2 separate regions of the Canis lupus genome follow, and region 1 is linked to region 2. A link is a contact called in public Hi-C data. All regions are on one chromosome and are shown on one strand. Each heading gives the region's core, a stretch centred on a gene start, on an enhancer-like site or on the middle of the called end of the contact. The rest is flanking DNA. Distances are from core to core; before and after follow the strand shown. Region 1 holds the start of AKAP8L (A-kinase anchor protein 8-like). Region 2 overlaps CYP4F22 (cytochrome P450 4F22).

Region 1 (4,522 bases), core at 437-2,936, 61 kb before region 2:
GTCAGCGACTACCCTAGTGACTTTCCTTCTGAACCAGAAAGCTACAGAAAGACCGGGGCAAGGTTGTCCAACTTTGGTACTACTGATATTCTGGGCTGGATAATTTATTTGTGGTGGGGGCTGCCCTGTGCATTAGAGGATGTTTAGCAGTATTTTTGGCCTCTATCCACTGGATGATGGTAGCAACTCCAATCCCAGAGGTGACAAACAGAAGCATCTCCAAACGTTGTCAAATGTACTGGGGGGCGGAGGTGGAGGGAAGAAGAATCAATCACCCTTGGTTGAGAACCACCGGCCTAAGGAATGGCTCCTTGAAAAACTAGGATTCTTGCCAAGCTCCTCACCTGGGGGCCAGAGGAGGGAGGCCTGGCATCACTTCCCTGCTGAGGCCAACATAAAGTAGCCTAAGGAACAGCCCCAAAGGCTCCAGTTCCATCGTCAGACCCCAACATTCCAAGCAGAATGTAGGTAACCCAGCAACCATACCTGCTCAAGCCTAATACTCCCGTCAAATGGGGAGGCCTCGTCTATGGCCCCGGGGCTGAGAAGCTTCCTGTGTTACTGCCAAGGCAGACGCGTGCTTTCAAATTCCCCCACAAGCGTCCAAGCATAGCCCAGGGCCCCCTCTTTGATCTCATCACCCACCTTCCCCTTTGCTCAAATCCCACTGGCCTCGCTAGCTGATCTAACCTGACGGCGGTTTCTGCTCCTGGGCCTGTATGTCGATGGCCTCGCGGGTTAGATATCCTTAACCCCTTCAGCCCATTCAGGTCTCTGATTCAAATGTCACCTTTATACGTTGATCCCACTCACCCCCACCCCACCACTGCCCCCGAGCAAGCCCCTCGGCGTCAGATCGCCGGGGAATACATCCTACGTTCATTGGTTTCCCTGCTAAGGTCCGCCCCTAAGCTGCTAGAGGATTTCCTGCCCATGTCTCCGTGCCTGTTCAGCACCTGACACCATGACTGCGACAGATGGTGAATGAATTAATGGAGAGGCCGGTCATTCCTCGCAAGGCTCACGCTCGGCCCCTCGGATCCCCCGCTCCTCGCCCGGCGCCTCTCCCGGCCTGGGGCAGACAAAGGGGCCGGGAGGTGGGCAGCTACGCATTCCGCAGGGAAACTGCGCGGGGGAGGCTGCGGCAATGGCGACGGCAGCCCAGCCCTGTGACCCGTGTGTCGGGCCGAGGCCTGAACAACGGCGACCTGGGGCGTCTAGGTCCGAGGCCGGGCCAAGCGGGGAGGCGATGGGCGCAGAGAACGCAGGTGCGCAGGCGGGGCCCTCGGACACAGGCGCGAGGGCAGGACCTCGGGCAGCGGCGGGCCGGGACGCGAGGCCAGGAGCACAGAGAACGAGGCGCCAAGGCGTGAGCCGGGGGAACCAGAGGCGACGGGCCCGCGGCGCCATTTTGTGACCGCAGAGAGGGCAGCGTCCAGGCCCCGGGGAGCTGAGGGCGAGCCCGCTGTGGCTCTGGCGCATCCCTGTCCTTCCCCCGCCGAAGCCCAACCCCTACCCTGCGGGCCCACCTGTGTAGCTCATGGTGGCAGCGAACACTGCACCCGAGGACTCAGGCAGCTGTCCGACACGTCCGACGCCGGGGTAGCGGCGACAATCCCCGGGGCCCCTTCTAACACAACCGAGCCCCACCCCCCGCCCCCATTGGCTCGCGTCGGACTCTGGCTTTACTCCTATTGGAGGAGAGCGCTGTCTATCCCAGCCCGTTGTCATGCTAGCGACGGATGGCGCTGCCGATCTCGTGAGGGCCCCGCCCCCCGTTATCCCAAGCCCGCGGTGATTGGCTGAAAGAAGCAGGCCGGGAGACAGAAGCTTGCAGATTTCGAAGAGGCGGAGCCGTGTGCTACGGGAAGACCCGAGGCCCAAGCGCGACCGGGCCGGGGGGAGCGCCGGTGCCCTGGAGGACCGCCAGAGGGAGTCGGAACTACCGCCCGAGGCACTGTTCCAGTCTCCGCAGCGCTACGGACGTGTTGTGCAAACCCAGCTCGTTTCTTAACTTCTCTGGCCCTCAGCTCCTAAACGAGCACCGTGCGGCCTCGCTGGAATGAAAATTACAACTAAGTATCACGCAAGATGCTGGGCTCCAGTTCAAACGTATGAGACAATGTATATAAAGAAACAGGTCCAAGGTGGGGTCGCGGGGTGGGGTGGTTCTAAATAAATGTTACATTTTGTGGTTAATTGTTGCATTATGATAATGGATTTATTTATATAGCATGTTTATATTGTATATGTAATATTTGTACTGTTTATCATCTCAGATGCTCCCCTCATTCCTGCAAGGTCCTTTTAAAAGAATTTCTCATTTAAAAGATAAAACTGAGGTTTGGAATTCATGACTTGCCCGAGGTCCCTGGCACAAGTGCTAAAGCTCCAACTCCCTTCTATAGCCCTCTGGGTTTGTTCCTGTAGCAGTGCAGTCTGGCGCCAGCCCTGTGTCCTCAGCATCCTCACTGGCTGTGTGGCATCCACTTTCAGAGACCTCTCAGAACTTCTGAGAGATGACTTGACAGAGCAGCAGATACTGAAAATGGTACTTAACAGCTGTTGTACATATGCTTTTTGTTTTACAAGTTCGTTTTAAAGTATGAGCAGTGTTGCTGATGTCTTGATATGAACGAAGTGTCAATCTCTTTAGGTATAATGGCATATTTAAAAGTCCCTATCCTTCAGAGAGAGTCTGAAATATTAAGAGATTGATTCACATAATTATAAGGATGTGATTCACCATAATTCAGATGAGGAAAAGGAAGGGGGGTATTAAAAAAAAAAAAGGAAGCGGGTAGTGAGTTATAGTTGAAGAGATTGTGGTCTTGAGTTGGTAACTGATAGATGAAATCTTATTAAATGGCATATGCAGAGTTTGCTGCCACATGGGACAAGGCTTATGCTGTGTTAAGAAACTCCAAATACGAAGCATACAGAACTGATTAATATGCACTCCAGCTTTAAGGCTCACTGCAGTGTTACCCTCAGATGCCTGCCTGTTCTCCAAATTAAAGCTGAGCCTCCTGGACACCTCTTATAGACCCTACAGCTTCCTTCATGGCACATACCACAGCCATCATTTTACCTTCATTGGGTGATTTTATTAACATCCTATGCTCTGCTTCTGAAACGGAACGGCCTGAGAAGAGAAGCAGCATGCTCAAAATTTTAGGAAAAGATTCCTCTGTGCTAAGAACCTTAGGCTACCCTTTTGAGGACCTGCACAGCTATCACTGCATGTGTTCATGGGAAGGAACTTCCCATGTTACTTTATAAGGTCTTGTGCCATTTGAATTTTTTTAAAATCCAGCTTCCATCATTTTTATATTTTTAAAACTGATAAAAAGCTAAAAGGGGAAGTGCCTTTGGGTCAGCTCTCATCCCCAGAGATGCCCTCTGCTTTCAGAGTCTTAGACATGCCCACTCCCAGTGTGGGATGTTCAGAAGTGCTTGAGTCTTTCTCCTACCAAGTGAGATGTGTGCCCTGACCTCCTCTCAGGACCAGAAAAGCCAAGAGTATAGGCCAACGCTACTCTTGTGGGCATGTTACCACAGCTTGTTAGCCTGTCCCTCCCAGACAGAGGCACAATGGGGGTCCTGGGGCAATAGCATTCAGGGTAAAGGAGGCCTCTGCTGTCTACACCCCAAGAGGTTATTCCCACTTTCCAGCCCTTGGCCACTGAAGTGAAAATGATGAGCTGAAAAACCGCATGCAATAAACAAGAAGGAGCAGCCAACAAAATCTCTTAAAATCTCAGAAATGTTCAATAAACATTTGCAGAGCGAGAAAATAAATAACATCATGGAGCCAGCAGCTCCCTTTCCCCTCGTGTGATTCGGGTTCAGGGTGCCTGTGTCTCCAGACAAGTCATAGGTCTTGAAGGCAGGCTGGCCCCAGCTCTCCGAAGGCTGCCAGCAATTGTGCACTTCTCCCTCCCCACGCAGGTCCCCCACACCCTCCCTGGACAGCTTCTGCCCTTGGAGAGCCCTTCCGGCTTCATCACTTCATCCTGGCCCCCTTCCTAGACCAGCTGCCCAGAGTCTTGGTTCCTCTCCTCTGCTTACAGGAGCCGCTTCACCAGCCAGCCAACCAGCCAGAGCCCCCCACCAACCGTGCCATTGAAAGCCAACAGCTGGGAACTTGGGCTCATCCCCAGCTGGGTCTGGTGAGCTTGGCGGCCAACAGGAAAACCCAGGGCCTCCGGGGGCTCTGGGAGGAGGCAGCTCGATTCCAGCCCCGGCTGCCAGACGATGCCAGCCTGTCCACTCGACAGAAAAACACACGCTGGCCGCCTGCCCCGGGGTGTTTCCAGAAGAGAAATTTAATCTAATTTACATACTTCTAGGTACATCGATAACCAAAATGTGGCCACTGAAAAAAGTTAAAAGGTCAATCAGCTCCCGGTCTCTAGCTGGCCCAGGATTGCAAAATAAAAAGATCCACGTTCCTTATTCTCTACACAAAACGCGTTTTTAAAAAAGTGAAAGGTCTAGGGAGCTATACATAGAAAGCAAC
Region 2 (4,636 bases), core at 1,951-4,450:
GTGTCTATCTCATGGCCTGAGCCAAGGAATCAGTGGTATAAAATCATATCAACTCACTTCCCACCATTTATTTATTTGCTATGTATTTATTATTGCAGTGAAATTCATGTAATGTAAAATTAATCATTTTTAGTTTATTTTTAAAAATATTTTATTTATTTATTCATGAGAGACACTGAGAGAGGCAGAGACACAGGTAGAGGGAGAAGTAGGCTCCCTGTGGGAAGCCCGATGCGGGACTCCATCCCAGGACCCTGGGATCACGACCTGAGCCAAAGGCAGATGCTTAAACACTGAGTCACCCAGGCACCCAAATTAATAATTTTAAAAAAGAGAATAGTACAGTGGCATTTAGTATATTTACAGTGTTGTGCAACCATCACCCCTCTTTGGTTCCAGAACATTTTCATCGCCCTGGATGGAAACTCCATGCTGATTATGTAATGACTTTGCATTTCCCCTCCTTTCAGCCCCTGGCAACCACCACTCTGCTTTTTTTGTCTCTAAGAATTACCTATTCTGGACCTTGCTTATAAATGGGATCATACACTATGTGACTTTGGTGATTGGCTTCTTTCATTCAATGTGATGCTCCTGAGATTCATCCATGTTGTAGTGTGTGTCAGGGCTCCAATTCCTTTTTACAGCTGAATAACATTCCATTGTGTGTGTAGGGGGCATTTTGTTTATCCATTCGTGATTTCATGGACATTTCAGGTGTTTCCGGTTTTGGCTATTGTGAATAGTGCTGCTGTGAACATGTGTGTACACATACTTGTTTGAATACTGTTTTCAATTCTTTGGGGTCTGTACCTAGAAGTGGAATGGCTGGGCCATATGGTACCTCTGTGTTTAACTTTTTAAGGGACCACCAAACACTTTATATCTCTGTTGCCTCACAGAGCCAGTAAAGAGAGAATTCCAACTGAAGAAACCTAAGTCCCCATTTTATAGCCAAGGAAGGGTAGTCTCCCCACACCATTCTGTGCTATTGACCATCAGAATAACCCCTGTCTGCTTAGTGACCCCTGGGTACCAGACACTTGCTAAGGAGGGGATTAGGATTGGGGCACCCCTTTAGGGGCACCTGGGCGGCTCAGTTAGTTAAGCATCTGCCTTCAGCTCAGGTCATGATCCCAGGCTCTTGGGATCAAGCCCCACATTTGGCTCCTTGCTCAGCTGGGAGTCTGCTTCTCCCTCTGTGCCCCGCCCCTCTTGTGCTCTGTCTGAAATAAATAAAATCTTTAAAAAAAAAAAAAGATTCATTGTCTCTCCAACTCTGGAATCTGACAGATCTGTGTTTAACTCCCAACTTGGGCAAGTTGCTTCTTTCCTCGGAGCCTTCATCTCTCTACCTATAAATGATCATAATCCAAGTCCTTCCTTTACTGTGAAGAATCAACATGGTAATGTAGGAGGAGGATGGAACCTATATTATACTTCTGATTTATGATGGATGAAACCAACAAAAAAGTGGTCGCCTGAGACTTGGGTGGGGGGTAAAGTACCTCACTAAAAGTCACAGTTACGTAGCAGTTTGACTGGATCCACCCTACAAGCATTTTTGAGAAGTTTCCTGAAGCTTAACCCTTCTGGAAGCTAGGGAGGAGAGATTCCTAAGGGAGATCCTCTGGGGGTGGGGGCAATTTGCTGCTCGGTTGCTTTGCTCTTTGGGGAGCTGACTTTTGACAACAGAGAGTCTTGCTGAATCAGCCTGGGGTAGCCTGTGGTCATGAACCACAACTGATTCCCTGGTGGAGGTCACCTCTGCCCCCACCCACTTATTCCTCCTCTCTGTTCTACAGTTTATATCAGCACAGCAAGAGGCAGGGTGACTTCCGGTGCCCCAAACAGGCATTGGCCAGGCACTTCCTTACTTCCAGGCATAGGTCTTCTCCTTCTGGTCCCTCTGTTGGGGGGCACCCTTAACCCTTCCCTCTTCTTTCTGTAGTGCATACATTAGAACTTTCAGGATCTGGCTTCTAACCCTTCTAATCTCTCCTCAGAGGTCACTTTCAGGTTGGAGCCTCAGGCCCACCTTAAGAGGGAAGGAAGATGAACACTCTCATTTTACAGTTGAAAAGAAAGAGGCACAGAGATGCTAAGAGATGTACTCCAGGCCTTAGAGCATCGTGGTGAGAGGGGGACCCAGGCCTAGACACCCACAGGCTTCTTCTAAAGGGACATTCTTATTGGCCGAGGGACAAAAGAGTTGTTTCTGATAGGTAGAGGTATGTGGGGAGCTGCCGAGCCTGATTAGTTGAGGGGTGAGTAGTTTGACCCACTGAGGGGCACGAAGGTGGAGCCTACTTGTCTCTGAAGCGGGAATGAGGTACCATTTAGCCTATACTTTGCAAATCCCATAGCCCTGGGCCCAGGTAGAGGGAGGTGGAGATTAATTCCCCCACCGACTATGGGGAAATGGAGACAGGTGTGTGTGGAGGAAGGAGGGGGCTGGGTCCCTCCAGGCAGAGTCCAGGAGTAATCTTGTCCCCTGCCCTGCATCACGCCTCCTCCAGCGTGACCTGACCCCCAGTCTTCTGGCCCAGGCGGGCAATGTCCTTGCACCTCGGTCCTCCCAGCTCTCTGCTCCCCAGCGGAACTCGCAGGCCACCTCTCTAGCTTTTGAGGACCAGGGCCTCTCCTCTCGCCGCGCGTCTCGATGGGGTGACCTAACGCCCCGGGCCCCTTATTGCGATTATCTCTTATCTCTTCCCGTTTGGCATCTTTCTTTCCATCCCTTCTTTCCTTCTCCCCTAGCTAGTCTCATATCTCCGTTGAAAACGGCAGTCCGGATGTGGCCCAGGCCCAAACCCTTGGCGTCGCCCCTGACTCTCCCCCTTCTCTCACACCCGCACCTCGGCGGGTCCCGGCACCTTTCAGCGAACCCCCAGTTCTACGCCCTTTGCCCACGCAGGCCCTGCAGCGCGGCTGGGCGGGTCCCGAGCCGCGGCCTCCTCCCCCGGCTCCTCCTGCCGCTCTCGCGCCCCCTTCAGGCGGCGCGTTGAGTTGCAGCCAGAGGGAGCCGCTCAAATCTAGGTCGGCACCCGCTGCCCCGCCAAGTCCGCCTCCTCCCCTGCTCGCCCTCCCGCGCGGCGCCACCTTCCCCCCAGAGGAAAACCCCAGGCCCTCCCAGTGGCTCATCAGGCCCTGCACGACCTGTCCCGTCACCTTCCAGCCGCTGTCTCCTCCCACTCGCTCTCTCACTGACCCTGCTCCCCCCTCACTGGGCTCTTGGCTGTTTCTCCAGGCAGGGTCCAGCCTCAGGGTCTTTGCACAGGTCGTGCTCTCTGCCCCGACAGCTCTTTCTCCAGTTAAACTCCTCCCTGCGTCTGGTCTCCGCTCAAATAGCACCTCAGTGAGACCTTCCTCATCTCATTATCTCGCTGAATTGTCCCCCATAGCATACATTCCATAGAATAACCTTTTTTTTGGGGGGGGGGGGGGTGAAATTATGTGTTTCTAGTTATGCTTTATTGAATCTCCAGAAAGCAGGAATATGCACTGTAGAAAACACCTGGTACTCCCTGGGAACTTGGTGTTTGTTGAATGAATATGTGCCCTGTGCCAGCTGGGGCTAGGGAAAAGGCAGAGAGTGAGAAGGAGCACGTCTACCTGCACAGAGCTCACAGCTAAACAAACCATTCCAAGAGTGAGTTTGCTGGGACTGAGGACACACCGGGGCTGTGGCTGCATCGAGTGTGGGTTTGAACTGAGCCCAGAAGTTAGGGAAACCCTCAGAGAAAATGGCCTTTGAGCTGATAGCTGAAGGAGAAGTAGGAGTTAGCCGAGCAGGTGAGAGGGAACAGAATTCCAAGCAGAGGGAACAGCATGTGCAAACGTTTTGAGATAAGAGGGATGGCCTTGAGGGGTTTGGCAAAAGGGTTGCAAGTGGCAGTGAGCAAGAGCGTGGCAAGTGACGAATTGGAAGGAGCTGTTTGCTCCTGCGCTCAGCCTACACCCCTGAACTGCTCTGTCCTTTGCTTCAAATCTCTGATTTATCTTCTGTCTTGTTTCCACCCTTCTGCCCCCTAGTTTGTGTCCTGGGAGGCCGACTTGTATGGACCACTCAACCTTTGTCTTATGACTTCTGGTTGGGTTCGGCCAAATAGGGAGCCATAGCAGGCTTTGGAGAGAGAGAGAGAGAGGAGACTAAGGCTAGAGCACTAACATCTCCTCTCCCCTCCTGTGTGGTCCGTACAGGCTGCCTGTGTCCCTCAGCCAACAGCTCTTGCCAGGCAGTCCTCTCTTTGCACATAGTTCTATCAAGTCCAGGTTCCAGCAACTGCTTTATTTTTATTTTTTATTTTTTTTCCAGCAACTGCTTTAGCTCCATAGCCCCATGTCCCAGGGCTCTGGGGTGGTAATGGTTCTGGGCTGTGCTATCTTTTTGAAATAGTGCTTTTATTAAACTCTTTTCAAAATACCCCATTTGAGTATTCCGTTTCCTGCTGGAACTCTCTCTCTCTCCCTTTTTTTTTTATTGAAGTGAAATTCACATAACATAAAGTTAACTGTCTTAAAGTGTACAATTCAGTGGCATTAGTACATTCACAAATATTGTGCGACCACATCCCTGCTGCTTAGCTCCAAAATTTTTCCATCATTCCCAGGGGAGATCCTGTACTCATTCTCC

Evidence for each region. Hi-C and Micro-C count contacts between places; a contact is called where the count stands out from the background.
Region 1: a contact with region 2 is called in a Hi-C map of blood, with 6 times the contacts expected there. The contact joins the promoter of AKAP8L here to the enhancer-like site in region 2. A contact is called at or near these places in 2 of 9 Hi-C or Micro-C datasets (both in blood).

Annotation. Positions count from the first base shown.
Region 1 is chr20:47,182,410-47,186,931 of UU_Cfam_GSD_1.0, reverse strand. AKAP8L (A-kinase anchor protein 8-like) reads right to left here and starts at 1,686. Exons shown (of 15, transcript XM_038567017.1): 1 at 1,530-1,686. The coding sequence starts at 1,542. It overlaps WIZ (protein Wiz), which reads right to left. Exons shown (of 11, transcript XM_038567012.1): 11 at 3,734-4,522.
Region 2 is chr20:47,122,660-47,127,295 of UU_Cfam_GSD_1.0, reverse strand. The region is part of intron 1 of CYP4F22 (cytochrome P450 4F22); the gene reads left to right. Among named protein-coding and RNA genes, the nearest start is that of PGLYRP2, 12 kb to the left of the region's middle. Within about 2 kb of position 3,200, at least 3 of the 20 cell types and tissues checked have an H3K27ac peak or open chromatin away from gene starts, as enhancers often do. A contact at or near this core is called in blood, where this site is marked.